Linked DNA regions of Mus musculus: regions 2 and 3 are each linked to region 1. The links are chromatin contacts, called in public HiChIP or PLAC-seq and promoter capture Hi-C maps. All regions are on one chromosome and are shown on one strand. The core of a region is the stretch at or near the end of the contact, and the rest is flanking DNA. Distances in the headings are between cores, read along the strand shown. Region 1 holds the start of Aurkb (aurora kinase B). Region 2 holds the start of Cyb5d1 (cytochrome b5 domain containing 1). Region 3 holds the start of Chd3 (chromodomain helicase DNA binding protein 3).

The links. HiChIP or PLAC-seq counts read pairs in DNA pulled down with a chosen protein or histone mark. Capture Hi-C pulls out chosen DNA fragments and counts their contacts.
Region 2: a promoter capture Hi-C map of adipose tissue shows a contact between it and region 1, with 2.4 times the contacts expected there. The contact joins the promoter of Cyb5d1 here to the promoter of Aurkb in region 1. A contact is called at or near these places in 2 of 39 promoter capture datasets (embryonic stem cells and neural stem cells), 1 of 484 Hi-C or Micro-C datasets (forebrain), 6 of 115 datasets of contacts at active chromatin or transcription factors (bone marrow-derived macrophages, cardiomyocytes, embryonic stem cells and 2 more) and 2 of 9 other capture datasets (adipose tissue and macrophages).
Region 3: a contact with region 1 is called in an H3K4me3 HiChIP or PLAC-seq map of bone marrow-derived macrophages, with 3 times the contacts expected there. The contact joins the promoter of Chd3 here to the promoter of Aurkb in region 1. A contact is called at or near these places in 4 of 39 promoter capture datasets (cranial neural crest, embryonic stem cells, frontonasal cranial neural crest and 1 more), 2 of 115 datasets of contacts at active chromatin or transcription factors (bone marrow-derived macrophages and pancreatic cancer cells) and 3 of 9 other capture datasets (adipose tissue, liver and pancreatic islet).

Annotation. Positions count from the first base shown.
Region 1 is chr11:69,044,221-69,047,371 of GRCm38.p6, forward strand. Aurkb (aurora kinase B) reads left to right here and starts at 1,417. Exons shown (of 8, transcript NM_011496.2): 1 at 1,417-1,788. The coding sequence starts at 1,741.
Region 2 is chr11:69,393,927-69,397,077 of GRCm38.p6, forward strand. Cyb5d1 (cytochrome b5 domain containing 1) reads right to left here and starts at 1,420. Exons shown (of 4, transcript NM_001045525.2): 1 at 1,208-1,420; 2 at 1,046-1,122; 3 at 702-920. The coding sequence starts at 1,367. It overlaps Naa38 (N(alpha)-acetyltransferase 38, NatC auxiliary subunit), which reads left to right and starts at 1,865. Exons shown (of 3, transcript NM_030083.2): 1 at 1,865-2,046; 2 at 2,251-2,434; 3 at 2,594-2,745. The coding sequence starts at 1,966. The coding sequence ends at 2,706. Tmem88 (transmembrane protein 88) reads right to left here. Exons shown (of 2, transcript NM_025915.4): 2 at 2,590-3,151.
Region 3 is chr11:69,367,915-69,371,065 of GRCm38.p6, forward strand. Chd3 (chromodomain helicase DNA binding protein 3) reads right to left here and starts at 1,512. Exons shown (of 40, transcript NM_146019.4): 1 at 1,222-1,512. The coding sequence starts at 1,477. Gm32483 (a long non-coding RNA gene) reads left to right here and starts at 1,076. Exons shown (of 2, transcript XR_003949707.1): 1 at 1,076-1,164; 2 at 2,824-3,151.

The DNA.
Region 1 (3,151 bases), core at 167-2,666:
CTGGCCACATGAAATATCAGCCCTTAGCACGAAAGTAGTGAAAATACCCCTCGTGGCCAGCTTCAGTGTGACTTGGCCAGCAGAAGCCATCTCTACCATGACTCAAGGAATATAAGAAAAACCAAGAGCTAATTCATCGGGAATTGCTAACGTATAGAATTGGAAATGGATTTAATTTATATATATTTTTGGAGTAAACAGCTCACACTGTAGCCTGGAGCTCCTAGCAATCCTCCTGCCTCAGGCTCCAGAGTGCTAAAATTACAAGCCTACTGTCAGAAACCTTGCAGGATTTTAAAGAACAAAATAGTAAGGACACATAAGCAAAAAATGTGCAAGAGAGTGGATTTTGAGTGTACCTAGCCCAGGAATGTAGACCATGCCACTGGCTGAAAGCTCTTCCTAGGAAAACAGGATACTTAAGAAAATACAAACGGAAGAAATGAACTGGGCTTGTCAGTGGTGCAGTGAGATAATTAGAAATTCAAGGCCAGCCTGGGCTGAATTAAAGGCCAACTTGGGCTGGACAGAGAGACCTTGTCTTGAATAAACAAAAACCAAATACAAAACAGACAGGTAGGATAGAGAACCCAGAAATGCAGTTCCAAATTCATGATTTATACACCCACAGATTCAACTGTTATCTGTCTGTCTGTCTGTCTGTCTGTCTAACCTACACCTCTACCCATCCCATCTAGAAGATTGCATCTGTATTGAGTAGTAGACTTTCCCGGCATCATATTCCCTAACTTAGGTCTTACTGCTGTCTCACAGTATTTTTATTGTATTAGGTAGTTAGGTGATCTAGGAATTAATCAATGAAGCCTAGAGAATTACAGACCCTATGCAAATACTGTGTCATATACAATATTATGTCTGTATATATAATAGACCTAAGCATCTGCTTGAATTGAATATTATGGGGCATTGTAAAGGCAATACACCAAAGATACTGAAAAAAGACTGTATTTTCAAAGATCATATTAAGGGTAGCATCTAAATTTTCGTGGAAACCAGACAATTTAACCAAGGTCTTCGGAAAGAACTCGGTCATATTAATGTTTACTCTATATATTTTATTTATATATAATTATTATTTTCTACCTCCCCCCAGGGTATCTCTGTGTAACTCTGGCTGACCAGGAACTCGCTTTGTAGACCAGGCTAGTCTCGAAGTCACGAATCCACGTGCCTCGGCCTCCCGAGTGCTGGGGTTAAAGGCGTGCGCCCCACCACCGCCCAATTTAAATATTTAATTTTTTATAACTAGAAAAAGGAGCGTGCACATCTTGGGACACAGTTTCAAACTAGTAAAAAGAAGCCTCTTAGGCCACACCTTCGTTCTGTTTCAATGACTACATCACAAAAAACGTAGCCAATGAGAGTGGGCTGAGTGGCGGCTCAGCCAATGGACCTAGAGCGGGAGATTCGAAAGCGTCCGGGTCGCGGGGTAAACCGGTTCTCCGTGTGCGAGCGCCTAGTGGCGTAGGCTGCGGCTTTGCGGGGAACTGCGGGGGCTGCAGTGGTCCACGGGGCTGATCGGGTTCCGTTGGGCGGATCCACGTGCCCGCTATCCGCCTGGAAGGAGAGGTGCAGGAGTACCCCCGACCTTGGCTGCGTGCTGACTCGCTTCCTTCTGCCCGCCCAGGCTTGCACTCCCCGGGGATCTGCCTCTGCATCTCTTGCCTTCGCTGTTGTTTCCCTCTCTGTCCAGCTCCCCTCCCGCTCTCGCCCTGGAGAATGGCTCAGAAGGAGAACGCCTACCCGTGGCCCTACGGCTCAAAGACGGTAAGGTCCTGGCCACATTCCCCGCCCCACGTCCCCCGGAAGAAGAGTCCATGAAGATAGAGGCTGGCCTTGCAAATGGCCGGACTCTAAGCGTTTCCGACGTGTGGGCCTCAAGAATTTGCTTGCAAAACTCAGTCTGATCACTTGCAGTCTTACCGTAGCAGATGTTGCCAACCTGAATCTGAGGGCTTCCGTAGAGCTGAGCCTGCTCGTCACGTACAATAATAGTTGGGACTGAGCAAACATCATCGTGCTTTCGGGTCGTGAATCTCACTCTCGAGTCTGAAAAAATTAACTACACAGGAAATAGATTATAGAATAGAAGGTTACGGTTTAAAAGGTTCCGAATGATCTAAATATTTATGTACGGCCCTGGGTATGAAACCCCAGAGCTTCCAAGTTTTGATGTACCATCCATACTACACTCCAGCTTTGGAATGTATCGTACTGAGCGGTGGGAAGTAAGAATCCAAGTAGATTTGAAATGCTGTGTGTATGTGCGTGCGTGTGCGCCACACTGGAGATAGTAAGCACGGTGGTGCACACCTGTAATACAGCACACCCGTAACGCACTTGGCTACATGATGGGATCCTGTGGCCACCCCCAGATGAAGAGCCCTTCACTGTATATAGTCTGTTCCCTGTTGGTGGGACCTGAGCATCCTGGACAGTCTATCTCTTTCCTTGTCCCAGCTTCCTCCTCTGTGGAGCCCTGAGTCAAACTGACAAGCGTGCAGTCCTGTTACTTTTACCCTGATTTACTATCACAGGAAAATATCTATTACTCAGAGAACTTTGAAAGTGAAGTGACCCAAGTGTAAACATATCTTTTATTCTCCTGGCCTAATTTGTCATCCCCGAGGGTCACAGTGTGGTCAAATATCCTGCAACACCCCTAAAGCCATCAGTATCCCTATGTTCTGTTCCTAGAAAGAGATGAAGTTTTGTTTCAACTTCACAAGCTCAGGCTCTTACATAAGCCTGGGTGATGTGTTTAGAACTATCCAGACTGGGCAGTGATGTGCCTGCGGTGGGCTGGGGTCAGGGGAATTGGTGTAGTAGCCTCTTGCCTTGGGTTGTTTTGTCATTCGTTCATTTACTTTGCTTTTTAATTATTTTTGTGGAGGGTGATGTTAAAACAAGGTCTTCTAGCTGGGCGGCGGCGGTGGTGGTGCACTAATTTAATCCCAGCACTTGGGAGGCAGAGGCAGGTGGATCTCTGAGTTCAAGGCCAGCCTGGTCTACAGAGTGAGTTCCAGGACAGCCAGGGCTCCACAGAGAAACCCTGTCTCAAAAAACAAAAAACAAAACAAAACAAGGTCTTCTTTAGCTCAGGCTGCAGGCTGCCTTTCTCCTAACCAGG
Region 2 (3,151 bases), core at 170-2,669, 350 kb after region 1:
ACACACACACTCCAAAGGCCAGAAGGGTCCTTAAACCTAGATCTTTCAGGATTTGCTCTAAGGAAACTGGGAATAATAATAATAGAAGAGAATCAGTCGGGGCTGGTGAGATGGCTCAACAGATAAGAGCACCCGACTGTTCTTCTGAAGGTCCTGAGTTCAATTCCCAGCAACCACATGGTGGCTCACAACCATCCCTAACAAGATCTGGCGTCCTCTTCTGGAGTGTCTGAAGACAGCTACAGTGTACTTACATATAATAAATAAATAAATCTTAAAAAAAAAAAAAAAAAAAAAAAAAAGAAGAGAATCAGTCACCAGAAATGACAGAGCTTGAATCAGAGTGCCTCCATTACCAGATAGCACTCTTCAGGCATCCCACAGTCCCAGGTAAGGAAAGTTGATGCTACAGCATACTATAAAGACACCAAGTCCTATCACTTCTAACAAATAAATGACTCAATAGAGTCAAAGCTGGTGTCTCTCATTTACAATGGGTCCATAACAGCATATAAACCCTTCCAAGGACCACCACCAAGATGCTGGCCTAGAGCTATGAAGGAGACTGAGGGAGCTGTAATACAAACATACTTCTGGAATTTCCAACTCTGGGTACCAGGACCATCTGCTTTCCTCTGTCGTGTTAACTCCCAGAAATGATTTCTGGTTCCTCTAGTACGTCCCCAGGCGCCAGAGCTCACCTGCAGTGTGTGCTCCTGCGTTGCAAGAGTGTTAATAATACGGATGTTCCGGGTCCGAGCAGACAGTCGTCCCACCTGGTAATTTGCCCCCTTCCACCAGGGTACTCCGAAATCATTGGCCCAATCTGAACGGGGCAGTGGCGGCGGGATATGTACGAAGCGGCCCCGCGGGGTACGGTATCTCATGCAACCAGTGAGTGGATCTATATGCTTGCGAATCTTCAAAAGCAAGGATTTGGAGAGACGGATCGGAGCAATCACTATTTCGAGTTCGAGTTATTCCCCGCCATCCCTCCTCTGCTCTCCAGTGCCGCTTCCACCGACCCCATACCAGCAGAACTTACGTCTCTAGTCTGTGGATCAAACCAGTGACTTATGTCCTGGCCTGCGACCTCCAGGATGGGTTTCAACAGTAGGTCCCCTAAAAAGAAACAGAGGCCGTCAATGGCCGGCCACCCAAGGGCCAGAACCAGCTCTCCAGCCCTTCCCTACCGTGTGTCCCTTACCTTTGAATTCCTCGACAAGCGGTGTTAGATTGTAAACAAATCCCAGGTAAGACACCCATAGGTCCTCGAGCTGGTTGTGTTCCGCTACTTCTGACGGCGTGAAATACCGACGTTGAAAATTATCCAAGTCTGGCCCGGCTACTAGGCCCCGGCGCGGCATGGCTCCTGGTCTACAAGAGGCACAGGCTCCCTCAGCTACCTTCTCGCTCCTCCGCAATCTTAAAACTATCAGGTCCAAGAACTACCTGAAGTGCGTTTGTCGCTGACATGGAAACCATTGTCCCTTTCCGGCCACCGGCCACAGTAGTTAGTTATACGTAAGTAGGGCGGGGTTTGGGCTGCGCGTGTCCACCGGAAGCATTCCGGATTCCGGCTTCGAGCCTACTGTGGTTGAATTCATTCTTAGAGGAAATGAAGACAGTCCGTTTCATAACGGAGTGTAGGCTAGATGAGTTAGGGGTAACAGAAAGTATCGACGAGGAGACTAGAATAGAGGGTTTTTTAATCACCAGATTTCAGGCGTTTAAAAGCTGTTTAAGCAATTGCAGGTAAAGTTCTCGCGATATTCTTCTCGTAGCCCAGTAGGCATGTAGGGACCTGGCATGAAATAAAATCTCGCGAGATCTGCAGTGGCGGAACCGGAGGCGAGGAGGAATTGTGATCTCACGAAAGCGCTTGGGAGCACTCGCGAGATCTGACGCGCCGATCCCCCAAAACGCTCTTAGGAAGTTTAAGGCCCAAAAGAGGTCCCAGGGCCAATGGCCGGAGCTGGGCCGACCATGCTACTACGAGAGGAGAATGGCTGTTGCAGTCGGCGTCAGAGCAGCTCCAGCGCCGGGGTTAGCGTGGGCTTGGTTTCTGGACGAGCAGTCGGGGAGCGACACCGGGCGGGGAGGGGAAAGGGGGTGGCGAGGTTGGAAAGGAGAACTACAATTCCCAGCAGCCCACGGGCTTCTGGCAGCGCCGCGAGGGCAGCTGGGAACTGTGGTTCCTTGGGCGTGCTGCCGATCCTAGGTGTCTGAGTGCTTGTCCTGCCCTAGCAGGACTCTGATGGGGAACAGGAGGACTCGCCGGCCACGCGTGCACGGCAGCAACTAGAGGCATTGCTCAACAAGACCATGCGTATCCGTATGACAGATGGAAGGACACTAGTCGGCTGCTTCCTGTGCACTGATCGCGACTGTAATGTCATCCTGGGCTCTGCGCAAGAGTTCCTCAAGCCTTCTGGTCAGTGTCCAGGGAATACACACCTACCTCCTCGGGAATGCGGCGGAAATTCACTGCAAGGCATTTCCTCTTGCAGGCCTTACTGCACCCCCTTATTTTCTGGGGGCGAGACGGATGTTTGCCTGCTGTTCTGATACTGACTTTTTTTTTTTTTTCCAGATTCATTTTCTGCGGGCGAACCCCGTGTGCTGGGTCTGGCCATGGTACCAGGACACCACATCGTTTCTATTGAAGTCCAAAGGGAGAGTCTGTCGGGGGGCCCGTATCTCTGACCACAATTGCACTTCTCTTTGAGACCATTAAACCCTATGACCAAAGTGGCCTGTGTCTGTGTGTAGGTCCAATGTCAGGGGAGGGCTAGCACACCCCACCCTTAGAGGTTCATCAGAGTTCAGGAGCTTCCTCAACCTGCCCCAATGCCTAGAAGAACCAAACCCTCCCTCAAGTTAGGAGCTTAAGGCAGCAGGCCCTAGGGTGGGCCCCTCCATCTTCCCTCCCACGCTCCTGCTTCAGTTTCTAGCGGGAAGCGGTGTCATCCTGCCCCGGAAGATCCATTGTTTCCCACCCCGGCCTGGCAACACTCAGTTCCTTTAAGCTGGGGTCAGAGAACGGGCTCGGGTCCCCAAGGGGAGCTGGGTAGGCAGCCGAAACAAGGCCCTCTCTGCGCTATTAATGGGGAAGTGACTTTGGGGTCAGGGCCAGACAACTCTGGGGTCT
Region 3 (3,151 bases), core at 262-2,761, 320 kb after region 1:
CCCCAATCAGAGGTTGGCGACACCTATCCTAAAGAAGCTAGAAATCACTCTCCACTTGGAGGGTGGTCTGAGAGTTGCGCCACTGATCCAGAGAAGGGTCTGTCCCAAGCACAGCTGGACGTCCTACGCCAGTGGCAGGTGACTTGTCATCTCGGAGAAGGGTGCTGAGTGATGATGGTCAGGACAGAGCAGCTGGGTGGGCAGTTCACGCCCCCCAACGTGGTCAGGGTGTGTGGGTGGTTTCATCAAGAGAGTGACAGTGAATGGCAGCCACGTGAGAGTCACAGCTGGGCAGTTCGGCCACCCCAGACTGACGGGGTCACGAGGGGGGGATGGGGGCTGCACTTGACACAAAAGAGCCCGGGGCAGAGATGACGAGGGTGGGGCCGGGGGCATCTGGCTCCCCAGACATTCTCCTGTCTCTCTTCAAATCTGAGGTGACCCGAGACCTCGGCGGCCAGCTAGGGGGGAGTGGACGGTATGTCCAAGTCTTACTCCAGGAAGTGGTCTGCGTGGAGTGTGGCCACCACCTGCCTCTGGTCATCAGCCGCTACAAACATTCGCACGCCCCCTCCCACGCGTGCCACCGCACACCCCTAAGTTGGCGGGCACCGAAGTCCCTGCAGGTGGAGGGGCTGGTCCGCGGGCCACTGTCCCACCTCTGCTTGCCCAAGTCCCCAGCGGAGGGCGTCGGGTGGCAGTCAGCTCCACACCCCGAACCCACTCGGCTTCAGTCCGACCCCACCGGGGCCCGGCCCAAGGGGCGCTCACGCGGCCGCCCCTCCCCCACGCGCCCCTCCCCCCACGCCGCCGTCCGGTCGCCGGGGTCTCCGCGGTCCCTCGCTCGGCCTGGGAGGGGGGCCCTGGCTTCGCTACGGCCGTTTCCTGCCTACCCCCTCCCCGCCGAGGGTGAAAAAAATAAATCTCCTCCCCCGAAAGCCGCGACCAAGTGGCCCGGTCCGCGCGCGCAGCTCGCTCCCTGCGCTCTCCAGCCCGGGCGCGGCGGCGGCGGCGGCGGCGGCGGTGGCGGCGGCCGCGGTAGCGGCGGAGGAGGGGTGCGGCGGGGGAGGGGAGGAGGCCTGGCCCCAAGGCCGCCGCCGCCCGGACTGCCGGGCCCGTCTAGACCCGCCAGGCGCCCGGGACTCTCCTCGGCTCGGCCGAACCGTAGGTGCCGGGCCCCGCGGCTCCGCTCGGGCCCCGGGGAGTCGGACGGACGCTTACCTGGTGGCGGGGGCGGCGGCAGCGGCGGCGGCGGCGGCGGGAAGAGGTGGCAGCTGGGGGGGCTGTGGCGGTCGCGGCTCCGGTCGTGGCCCGGCCCGCGCCCGAGTACTCCCTCTTCGTCCTCCTCCTCATCGTCCTCGTCGGCCGCCTCCACCTCCTCCTCCTCCTCGTCGCCCTCTTCTTCCTCCTCTTCTTCCTCCTCCGACACCACCATCTCCTCCTCCTCCTCCTCCTCGTCCCTCAGAGGGGAAGCCATCCTGTGGCTCTGGCCCCCCCACCACCCCCCCACCCACCGCCCGCCCGCCTCCCCCACCGCTACCACCACCACCTCCTCCTCCTCCTCCTCCTCCTCCTCCTCCTCCTCGGCGGCGGCGTCCTCCTCCTCCTCCTCCTCACCGCCTCCCCCAGCCCCCCAAACCCCCGGGCCACCCCCCTCCAGAACACCCACCCCCGGGGCCGGCGTCTGAGGAGGGGGGCCGCACCACCCCCAAAAATGTTCTTGGAAAAATTTAAGGACTTTTTCCCCCTTCTGTCTTTCCTCCCAAGAGAACAAGAAAGGGAGATCGTTTAAAAAAAAAAAATTATATATATGTATATAAAAGTTTTCGACTTCTCTCTACCCCCCTCGGTTGCTTTAAATATATTTAAATTCTGAGGGGGGCGCTCAGAAATATTTCTCAGAGCTGAGGCACTAAGATGGCCGCCTTGAAATTATTTTTAAAACAACCCCCCCTCCAGCACTGCCACCCCCCTCTATAAAGAAAGAGAGAGGGGGGTAAAATCCCCTTTTAAAACAAAATGGCTGGCTTAATATTTCATTTTTCATACACCCCCATTCTCCCTGTTACATCCAATCTCCAAGCTTCTACTCAGAAACCCACAAATTTCTCCCTTTTTTCATAACTGATTAGTGCACAGATTAATACATTTTCCTTGTGTATTGAGAGAGAGAGAGAGAGAGAGAGAGAGAGAGAGTGTGTGTGTGTGTGTGTGTGTGTGTGTGTGTTGGGGGGCATGAAGGATTTCTGCATAAAACAAAAATGGCTGCTGTGACTTAACTCCCCCCCTTATAAAAATATTTGGGGGGGTATTAATCAGTACTCATGCTCAGTCTGACATCAGCATAAATTGTTAAAGGTTAACTAGTTAGATACTAGTCCAACTAGATTGAATTTTTCTTTTCTTTACTAGTCTTCTTCCTCCCCCCACCTCCCTTCTCTAAAGAAAAGCTTTTTTTTTTTTTTTCTGAATACTTCAGAAGGGAGTGGTTTGATGTGAAGGTTTTTTTTTTTTTTCCTTCAGGCATTGAAAAGGAAAAAGATGAAATATATGTTTATATATAACTCTCTACATACCTCATTGAAGTCAAAATGCATTTAATTGTGTACGTAGCTTTTAAATGAGAAATGGTACTGGCTTTTTTTTTTTTTCTCCTTAAAAAAAAAGTGACAGAAATCCTAGTGACTTTGGGGGGAGAGATATGAATAGATGATTGAGTTTTTTTTCCAAGGAGTCCATGTTTGATTCTCTCCTTTGCCCAGCCCTCAGTGTTCTGTGAATGTTGTCAATTTTATCTCTACTCTTTCCCTTCCTCTCCTCCAGTGGCTTGCTTGTAAAATCGTCTGACTTGAGAAATTAATTTGGTGGTGACTAGGTCAGATTTTTAGGAGAAAGAGGAGAGGGTCGGATCTGAAGATTGTGAAATTCTTTTCTCCTGTGTCATCGAACGCCTCTTCCTCCATGACCTTCGACACTGATAAAGTAGAAGAAACTGAGGCACGGGGAGAGGAAAGCAACTGAGAAGAGAGGAACGAGGTAGGGCGAACACTCAGGCCTTTTCACTGAACCGGCTGACCTGTCCTTTCAGACTGGATCCCAGTGTTTATCTTAAAGTTGTAGCAGGGATCAGATGAGCAGCTGAGCTGGAGCC